Linked DNA regions of Mus musculus: region 2 is linked to region 1. Evidence: chromatin contacts called from public Hi-C data. All regions are on one chromosome and are shown on one strand. Each heading gives the region's core, a stretch centred on a gene start, on an enhancer-like site or on the middle of the called end of the contact. The rest is flanking DNA. Distances are from core to core; before and after follow the strand shown. Region 1 has its middle 39 kb from the start of Gm41865. Region 2 has its middle 38 kb from the start of Gpam.

Evidence for each region. Hi-C and Micro-C count contacts between places; a contact is called where the count stands out from the background.
Region 2: a contact with region 1 is called in a Hi-C map of Th1 cells, with 3 times the contacts expected there. The contact joins two enhancer-like sites. A contact is called at or near these places in 1 of 15 datasets of contacts at CTCF or cohesin (pro-B cells), 3 of 484 Hi-C or Micro-C datasets (the HL-1 cell line, Th1 cells and nephron progenitors) and 9 of 115 datasets of contacts at active chromatin or transcription factors (craniofacial prominence, embryonic basal ganglia, embryonic forebrain and 6 more).

What each region holds. Positions count from the first base shown.
Region 1 is chr19:54,113,602-54,118,912 of GRCm38.p6, reverse strand. No RefSeq gene overlaps it. Among named protein-coding and RNA genes, the nearest start is that of Gm41865, 39 kb to the left of the region's middle. Within about 2 kb of position 3,897, at least 116 of the 459 cell types and tissues checked have an H3K27ac peak or open chromatin away from gene starts, as enhancers often do. A contact at or near this core is called in Th1 cells, where this site is marked.
Region 2 is chr19:55,058,637-55,063,746 of GRCm38.p6, reverse strand. No RefSeq gene overlaps it. Among named protein-coding and RNA genes, the nearest start is that of Gpam, 38 kb to the left of the region's middle. Within about 2 kb of position 2,621, at least 37 of the 459 cell types and tissues checked have an H3K27ac peak or open chromatin away from gene starts, as enhancers often do. A contact at or near this core is called in Th1 cells, where this site is marked.

The DNA.
Region 1 (5,311 bases), core at 2,648-5,147:
CCCACATAGTGGTTCAAAGCCACTGTAACTCCGATTTCAGGAAATCTGATCCCCTCTCTGGCCTCCTCAGTAATAGGTATGCATGTAGTTCACGTGTATACACGCATAAAATAAAGATGAATAAACCTAAGTATTTTAAATAAATACATCATTCAAAACAAGTAGAACTGAACTATGTGTGGCGTTGGAAGGTGGGGTAGTGGCTGGATGGGGAGGGCTAGGGTTTGGGAGTGGGGACAGTTTCTTGGTTTCTGACAGCAGTACATAGAGAGGTGGGTTCTGTCCTCAAGTGATAGTTAAGACCTGTGCCTTTTTCTAAATGTATGTTAAGAGCAACGCACACCTGGGGTGAAAATGATATATGTTGCCCTAAAAGGTTGTAAAGGGGCCCTGCAGGGTGGATAAACGTGTGAGAGAAGTAAGTTTTTCCGATTCAAGGACAGCCCAGAGTCTGTAGGCAGAGCTTGTCTGTGGGGAACAAATCCATATGAAGTGGCCTTCCAGTCTTCAGGTATGGACATCTCTGAACAAGTACAGCTCCCTGGAGGCCGCCAGTCCTTGCCAGCCCTTTCTTCTTTCCCATTGGCCTGCCATCATTTTCTCTTCTCCAGCCCTCTCCTCTCCATCTTTACCCTCCCTCCTCCACTCCCTATCTATTCAGCATGAGAATGAAGTCAGAGACAGAAGACTCACCCTGGACTTTTTCTACCCTAAACTTTGATCTAAATAGAAGCATAGGAGGGAGATACAGCTCTGGAGCCCAACTTCAAGAACCAGAAAAAAAAATGGAAGCAGGTCGCAATGAGTCCACTGACACCTTCCTCGGGGTGAGCAGTGGTCAGAGCGCTGTACAAACACGAAGTTCTTCTTGTCAACAAGAAATACGACGCTCTGTGCCTTTACCCTGCTATCAATCACAGCAGCTCGGTGATTTCATCTCCTGATAAATAATTCCTCTGATGACATGGATGTCTTGCCTCCGGATCATAAAGTCAAGATTTAAGCATCCTGTGAAGTAGGAACACTGGGGGCTAATTAGAACCGTCTGGAACTGGTCTTTAGATCACCATCGAAGCAGCTGTGATTTAATGCCAAGTCCGAGAGGACGGACAAGCAACAGCGTTTGACTTCAGCTGACCTTCTGTGTCTCTCTCAGATCATCTGTCATCAAATGTCCACTGCACCAACTGGACTCCTGTGACATTTTATGAGTCAGAATGGCCCCAGGACTGCTTTCTGAGCTACCAAGACAGAGGAACAATGTTCCGAATCTTCCCTTGGCTTCTGTTAGCCTAGCTGCCTTGCCATGGCCTCTGTGAGTGTCCTTCCAGAACAAGATGAGGAACCCTTTCAAGATGTCTAATCTTGTCAACTTGATACACCTAGGAAGGGAAAGTCTCAACGGAGGAATAGTCTCCAATAGATTACCCTGTATACATATCTGTAGGGCTTTTTCCCAATTGCTAATTGATGCAGGAGGGCTGGACCCTCTATGGATGTGGGAGGCCTGGACTGTGTAAGAAAGGTAGCTGAACGTGACCTTGAGAAGACGCCAGTGCGCGGCATTCCTCCACAGTCTGTGCTTCAACTCCTGATTTGAATTCCTGTTCTGGCTTCCCTCGATGATCGATGGTGACCTGGAAATGTTAGCCAAACAAACCCTCTCCTCTCTAAGTGTTTTGGTCCGTGTTTATCACAGCAACAGAAGGGTGATGGGAACACCCTTCTATACTACCTGCCAGTGGCTGCTCCCCACAACACTGGTGCCCCTTGCCCACAGCTCTGTTACTGTAGGACTTACATGCCACTGTATTGGTGGATGTGGTTTTCTGCTCCATCAGCCTTTGACCCGAGGAGGGTGGAGGCCATACTTATACATTACATTCCCTACCTCCCTGCACACCGCTTACTATCTTTATGACTCTTGTTGATAACACATGTAATTTGAGGCACTATAAAATTCAACTCTGACAGACAGACCATAGCAGCTGTGACACTGCCACCCAACCCCACTGTCACAAGATAACTAGTCTATTTGATGCATAGCGTGCCAAAAATTTGCATATTAAAATATAAATTATTAATGTCAAAATGCTCCCTAAAGATTAAGTCATTGTCGGGGAGGCGGGGAGGGTATGGGGGACTTTTGGGATAGCATATGAAATGTAAATGAAGAAACTGCCTAATTAAAAAAAATAAAAATAAAAGTTCAATGATTTAAAAAAAAGATTAAATCATTGTCTACACGCTGTCTTGCAATTTGATTTTATTACTGAGCATCATAAGAGGGGTACACAGATTCTCAAGGAAGCTCATGTCTCTAGCTTGATTATTTTAATTTTTTGAGATTATAATATAGCATTTCTTCCTTCCCTTTCCTCTCTTCAAACCTTCCCATGTACCTCCTTCTGCCTGGTCTCTTTCAAAACTGTGACCTCTGTTTATTGTTATACACACACACACACACACACACACACACACACTCATACTCACACAAATATTATAAGTATACACAGTTATGTAGCCAAATTGTTAGGTGTGTGTGTGTCCTTCCGTAGGGAAGACCTTCTCGACTCTCCTCAGTTGCCTGTAGTTTTAGAGTGGAGGCCCCCAGAGCTTCCCATGTTCAACATTAGCATGTCTATCCACAGCATCTTTGTTCAGATCATGCTTAGCCAGTCATGTTGTCTACCTGGTTTTTAAGAGCCGTGCCTGAGTACTGCATTGTGAGAGAGTGCCTAGTTTGTGGACAGCTCTTCCGTGGACAGGTCTGTGGGCCACACAGGTGTTCCTTGCTCGGCAGTCTGTCACTGAGGGCTTGTGTGCACAGCTTTTTTCATAGCTTTGTGTGCCTCTGAGGAGACATTTTCAAGGATAAATTCTAGATTTGAATTGTTAGGTCCTTATAGCCCTCTTTCCTTCCTCTGCTGAACCGTGGCAGTTTCTACACCCAAGAGTCTCCCAGAAATAACTGCTGATTGCCCAAACAGGATTCTGTAAAGAGAAATGGCCCTGACAAGCCTATTCCTGGTTCCTGGTAAGGGAGCTTTTGAGGATGGGTCTCGCTGTTGAACTCAGTCCCTTTTGTAAAAACACAATACAGCAATACTTTCTTCCCACTGGGCTCAGAGGAAGGGTTACATCACATCGGTGTTTGTTCAATTTGCCAAATATTTCCTAAGCATATCCAGAATTAGAAACAATATCAGCAGTAATTTATGAGTTTTTTTATTTTTTTTAAAGTTGATAGTTCCAATGAAATAGCAGAGTCTTTTCTTAGTTTCACCTCACACTGTCTGCTGGGAAGTGCAGCTCTTTTTGGCCTGGGATTGTTGCTCTGTGCAGGTGTCCTGCTGAATACCCTGCAGCAGGGTACAGTCCAGTGCTTGGCACTGCCTGGCAGGCATGATCCCCAGGGTCCGGGGTGCATGCACACACCTCATTGCAAACCAGCATGAATTTGCGTCAAGGGTAATAGCCGTGGCTAGTGTCTTTATGAAGAGTTTGTGTGTATTGCTTTACTTCGTTCTTTTTTAAAGTCACAAACCATAGTAAAGGGAGACAAGAATCATCACTGACTGAAGATCAGAAGAAGGGCGATCCACCCAACAGCTCAGCAGATCCGCAAAAGGCAGATCTGCAACTCTCACTAGGACTGGTGAGTTGATGGCTTAAGACATTCAGACTAAAAGGCACGGCTGTGCTGAGTCACGTGAGCATCGTCCTCTTCCCTTTACCGCTGTGTAGACTCTCCTCTCCCCGGGGTCTATGTCCTCTCATTCTCCAAGTAAACAAAGAAGTTGCTGAAGAAATGAGAGGTGGCTGAGCCTGGTTCAGTGTCAGCCAGGGAGCGAAATGAAAGCTGCCGCTGACACCAGGACACGCCCATCCCAGCAGGACACGCCCATCCCAGCAGGACACACTTATCCACCAGTACGATCCTATCCCGCTAGCACATCTACTATGCACTAGGACACAGTTAATTCTCAGTTTATCTATTGCTGGCCTAATTCAGGGGTGTCAAATTATGAGACAAAGGAGAAGAGAGACTGCGAGCTGAGGCTGGACAAGAGGGAGAGAACAGTAAAGCCTAGACTTGGACGGGAAGCCGGCCCCGTCTCTCCCGCAGGCAAACAGATTTTCTCCCTAGCTTTGTATAAGGAGGGAGAATCAAGCTTCTTATACCGTCCTAAGCAAACAGGTCGGCTATAGTTGACAATTTCTGCCATGGTGTCTTGTCATTTTCCTCTATTAGAGTCACGAAGTTAGGGGTTTGTCCTCTCCGGGGAGCCCACAATGCCCTGCCCTGCCCCTCTTCCCTAAACCTATGTGTTTATGGCCCAGCCTCAACACCTCCCTGGCTAGCTCCTATTGATTTTCTTAGCAGTCTCTCTTAATATTCAATTCCATTTTTCACTGATCTTTGACATCTTTGATCTCCTTCCTCGGGGCTGGCTTCCCTGGTCTCCCGGGACTTCTGAAGCTGTAGACCATTCTCCTGCATTGGCCTTCAAGTGTACCATCCCTTCCACTCCCCAGCTTGCGATGAGCCTAGTTCCACGGCACCTGCGATGACTACCTATGGTCCGGGATTCCTGGACACTAACATCACAAGTAAACAACAGAAGGCATGAGAACAGAATTCAACACCTCGGTGGGCCTGGCACTCCCAGGAGACCTGCAAAGGAGCTGAGGTGGTAATGTTAGTTCTACCATGGATGCTTAGGGGTGGCAAAATTTTAAAACTATCTCTCATGGGGCACTCCTATGTTCTAAGGACTAGTCCCACCTGCAGCCTGTTGTTTAAAAAAAAAAAAAAAAAAAAAAACCCAAGCATTCAATTTTACCAATGAAGACTCAGAAGCTAGATGCTGGGGTGAAAGCCTGCTACCTCCGACAGGAAGAGGAAGCACCCAGCTGACCTTCCTACTCCACCGAGGGTCCCAGAAGGAAAAGGCTCCTCCTGCTTCTTAAATCCCCTTCAACTCAAAGCCCGGCCTTTCCATTTACCTATGTTCACTTCCTGTCAGCTGCTTGCTTGCCCCACCTCTTCACTTAGCGTTGAATTTATTAAGCTCTTGTATTGAAGGTGTATTCTAGGGCTGAACCACACCACTGCAAATTTTTTCCAGTGCAGATCAAATATCCTGCAACAGCAGCCTTCCTTCTTGAGGCCTCTGCTTGAATGACAATGGGGCATCTTCAACTTAGCAAGTGCACAGCCGAAGTGGCCTTTGTCCCTGTCCCCTTCGCTCCAGCTTCAGCATCTCAGGAAACAGCACGGGTGGTGCTCACAGACACGCCCATCATC
Region 2 (5,110 bases), core at 1,372-3,871, 950 kb before region 1:
TCCTGCCTCAGGTCGGGGGGTTGGTGGGGAACAGAGGTGTGTATCTTTCTCTTCCTGCGTTTGCCCGTGCCCTGTGCCAGAGGTCATTTGATCGCGGAGCTTGTGCACTTGTTTTCTGAAAACAGTGGTGTCTCTGGATGCACACGCTTTTAAAAATGGAGGACAGCAGCCCTTTGAGTTTGTAGATGGAGCAGTTTGCCCTTTGCAGTGAGCTGTTTATAAAACACTGAGCACAAATGAACAGCCAGTCACAGACCTGCCAGCTGTGCAGGCAGGACCAGCCGCTTCCCATTGTACAGACAAAGTGGAGGCGGGGTTTGAGGAAACTCTTCAACTTCCTCAGGGGAGCTAGCAGCTACAGCTAGGAGGCTGACCCACAGCTTTCTTCAACCTTGCCTCCTGCATCGTGTGTGTGTGTGTGTGTGTGTGTGTGTGTGTGTGTGTGTGTGTGTGTGTGTGGTGTGTGGTGTGTGTGTGTGTGTGTGGTGTGTGGTGTGTGTGTGTGTGTTGTGTGGTGTGTGTGTGTGTGTGTGTGGTGTGTGTGTGTGTGTGTGTGTGTGTGTGGTGTGTGGTGTGTGTGTGTGTGTTGTGTGGTGTGTGTGTGTGTGTGTGTGGTGTGTGTGTGTGTGTGTGTGTGTGTGTGGTGTGTGTGTGTGTGTGTGTGTGTGTGTGTGTGTGTGTGGTGTGTGTGTGTGTGTGTGTGTGTGGTGTGTGTGTGTGTGTGTGTGTGTGTGTGTGTGTGTGGTGTGTGTGTGTGTGTGTGTGTGTGTGTGTGTGTGTGTTTGGATTTCAGGACTAGTATGTTAAGTCTCATCTCGGGTGCAGGGCGAGGAAGGAGTAAGGATGGAGATGCACTAGGAAGAAGAAAATTATTATTTCCAAAACATGATGCCCCATGTCAGGACCCAGCCAGGGCAAAAGGGGTGCAGCTGTGGCTGTGTGAGGGGGAACCCTAGCCTCACCGCTGCAGGTGAGAAGAGCCAGTCTCACCATTGGGATCTCGGGGAAGAAAAGATGGCCGCCAAGGGAAGAGCACTGGTGTCTTTCTAATTGTTTTCTTTTGGCACGGAGCCTAAGGTGTCGACAAAAAGTTGGACCCATAGAAATTGGCATTAGAATCTGGAGACACAGCCCATCTACAGTTAGCTTTGCCTTTGATGTCTTTGTTTGCATGATATTGTGCCCAGGTGACCAAAGCGTTGCTACTCAGTCGCGGAACCTGGTTAAGACTTCCTGGGTTCAAGTCCCAGCTCCACACTCAGCAGCCACTGGATCTTGAACCTGTTTTCTGATGCTCCGTCTTCACCTAGCAGGTGACAACACGTTAGCGTGAACACGCCGGATGCACCCCAGCCTGGCTTATGATGGCAGCGTCATAAATGTTAGCTCAGGGTGCTGTCTCCGAAGAGAATACCTGGCAAACTAAGTTTTCTTCTGCCTGCCCACTCCTTCCTCTGCCATCATTTGACAGGCACTGGTTCAACCTCTGCATAAACAGGCTTTGGGATTCCCCCCCCCCCCATCCTGTCTTAAAGGCATACATTAATTTTCATTTTCTTCGATCAGGTGGTCCTGTACCAAAACGCTGGGTGTGGCCATGCCACACATTTTGGATCTGACCACTAGGTGGTGATAGAACTTCATCAGCGGGTTCTAAGCCACGATGTAGGTAATTAAAAAAGGAAAGAAAGGAAAGGAAAGGAAAGGAAAGGAGAGGGGAGGGGAGGGGAGGGGAGGGGAGGGGAGGGGAGGGGAGGGGAGGGGAGGGGAGGGGAGGGGAGGGGAGGGGAGGGGAGGGGAGGGGAGGGAAGGGAAGGGAAGGGAAGGGAAGGGAAGGGAAGGGAAGGGAAGGAGTGGCCGAGGCTGTCCAGACAACTAGGGCGAACATGTTGCTTGTCACATACTACCAGACCCCAGGATGGCCTCAGATGAAGCCGGGACAGCGAAAGACAAGAGACAGGGCTGAGGCATGGAGCGTGGCAGAGGGCTTTGCTCGGGCAGCTGGAAGTCTGCGGGAAGCTGGAGATTCCAGTGGCTACAGGGCACCTGCTGTCTAGGGACCCTTAGGCAGGAATGTCTGCAGGGACTGCAGAAAGTGAGGGGCGGGACCGGTCCATTCCCTGGTGCCCTGGGGATTCCAAAGCCTATCACGGAGCTCAGGGTCTGTCTTATTCCTCACTTTGGTCCACCCACCCTTGTCCTATCGGAAAACGAAGTGCAAATGATTTCTGAAGTCTATGGCGAGGACCTAAGTGCCTCCCAGCCACCCGGAAATACCTCTTTGGTGCCCACTGTATGGGAACTTGACTTTGAGCCCAGGCTCTGCCAGTTGAAACCGAGTTTCTCCAGGTGAGGCTCCCATTTTAAGCTCCTTTATTCATTCACAGAGTGAGTTTTATGTGGGAGCAAACGAGCAAGCTGGGAAGGGTGGATGTCTGATCAGTGGGAAAATGGGGGACTGGTGAGGAAGAACGAGGGAAGGGAATAGGGGCCGGAGACAATGGTCCACAGTTTTATTCTTGCTTGTCCTTTTCTGGGTCCTCTCTATCACACTGAAGGAAGAGGGCACCTGGAACCACCAGGACTATGGCCATTCTGTCCACTAGAGGGCGGAGGCGTTCTTCAGTTTAGCTTGGTGTTGGCGCCGGCTTGGAAAAGTGTGAAGTTTGGGGAGTCTCAGGGTCCAAGGTCTGCAGACTATTTTCTATCATCCCCTTAAATCCCTTAACTCATTTCCTGCTCAAATGTGGCTGTCATTTCCTAGGACATTTTATGCCCAGATCCGGTCTCACCATTGCCAGAGGCAGCTCTGGGGAGGGTGGCTTTTGGCTGGAGCTTGGGGACTTGGGCTGCTGTGGGGAATGATAGGGGAATGATCGATAGTTACCCTCACACCTGAGTTGACTTTCCCAAGAGCCTGCCCCTCCCTATGGCCTTTGTTTGTAGAGCATGAACTCCCTGGACACGATAAGGCATCTTTAGCATGTTATTTATATTTTTTCTTTCAAATTAGATTTTTATTTAGTGTGTGTGTGTGTGTGCGTGCGTGCGTGTGTGTGTGTGTGTGTGTGTGTGTGTGTGTGTGTGTCCAGTGGGGTGGTGGGTAGGCATGGAGGTCAGGGACAGTGGGTCTCAGGGATGAGTCACAGGCTTGGCAGCAAATGGCTTTACCAGCAGAGCTGTGGTGTTGGCCTGTGTTCCTTCTTTAATCCCTCCAGGCCTAGCTTGATCCATCTCTCAGAGCTCAGCACCTCCACTCAGCCCGGGTGTTCCGGAACCAGGCTATGATAGGTAATGATGGCTCTCTCCAGCTTTCTGAGCCCGTTCCTTCTGCTAGGCTATTCTAGGCCAGGAAACTGGACTCAGCTTGGCCTTCAGTTGTCCTCTGCCGAGCTTTTTGGAGGAGTCAGGGACACCAGTGAGGGACAGTTGCAAGCCTGTTCAGAGGCTATTCAGCCACAGCTTTTCTGGCCTTTCCACAGGATCCTAAGGTCCATTCAGGGTCCTTGCAAGCATCGTCAGTGGTAGGTATAGACAGGTGTTATACACTGTAGAGACTGAGGTTGGAGGGGCTCTGGAGGACTGACTTTATATAGGCTGTCCTCTGCTCAGGGCTGTACCATGGTCTTGTGTGAGGCATCAGCTGGCAGACCTGCTTGTCAAAGCCACTGCAGCCAGACTGGATCTTCTTCCTGCAGTAGATGAAACTTCTGTCTACTGTGGTCAGGCACCCTGCTTCCTGCAGCAGCCCTGGGTCCCCAATACCCCTCTCTGGTTTGGTTTGGTAGTAGGTTAGTCTGAAATGTTAACATATTTGCTTTATAATGACACTGGCTGATGCTTTCCACTACAAGAACCTTGGAGATGAAACTTGCCCAGGACCTGAAGTCTTTGTGCAGTGCCACCATGGAACACCAGGAAGTAGGTACCAAGGTTGACATTGCTGGCACCTTTGAAGCTGAGGGCCTTTAGGGACACCCAGGGAGTTGCCTTGGTGGTTCCCACCAGTGCATATCTGCTCTTCCCAGGGAACAGCAACTAAAGCTATGAGGAAAGCCAGCAGCCAGGAGGCGATTTACCAGTATGATTTATATGAGAGGAGAATCAGAGAGGTTAAGATTCTTGCTCCAAGCCACACAGCAAGGAAGCAACAGAGGTAGACTTTTGTCTTATATATTGAAGAATTATGTCTGCAAATGGTACCCAAAGGGCTAGGAGTTTGCCATTCATTTTTCTAGCCAGCCAAACATATTTGCTGGACATAGTGCAGTCTAGAGGCTGGGGAGGGCACTCAAGGGGATGCCCAGGCTATGTGACAAATCCACACAGCTTCAGGTAACCCCACCTCTCAGGAAGTCTATAGCTAGTAGACCATGAATACGGTGACCTTATCAGCTGCTTGTCCTGGGAAGCAGGAAGCACTGTTCCTTGCTTCTGAGACAGTCTTGGAGAGAGTGGGAATGTTTCAGTCTGGAGTCTTCCTGGGCTGAGACTTTTTACTTCTTCCCTTAAAAAAAAAAAAAAAAAAAAAGATCCTGTTCATCATGGGAAGCTCCAAACAGGTATCAGAGTGGTAAGAGCAGTATCTTGTTGCCAGGTTCCTCAGTCCAGTCATGGGCGCCAACTATTGGCAAACCGAGCTCAGTTTCCTCCCAGCTATACCCTGCCTCTCTCCCACCTCTGGACGGTCTCCAAGATAATCTCCCATATCCTATCATTTCACCCATAAATATTTCAAGCTGTGGAGGATGATGGGACTTTTAAAGAAAGAACCAAGTCCCATGATCACTTCTAAAACATGTGCATTAATTCCAGCCAATGTTCAATGTTCAGTTACCTTCTCCCCTTTTAAAGAGTCCGTCCAAGTTAGGATACAGACAAAGATGTGGTTAGTCTTTGACTTTCTCCCGAGCTGTCAGTGCACCCTGTATTTTTGGTAACCTGGTGAGTGTGATCCTTGAGGCTTGAACACATTCTGGTTGGAGGTTTTGGAGTGTGGTATCTGGAAGCACAAATCAAAGGGCAGCCTGCTGAGTAGCATGTGTGTGTGGGTGTGTATGTGTGTGTGTGTGTGTTTGTGTGTGTGTGTGTGTGTTTGCATATATTTGTG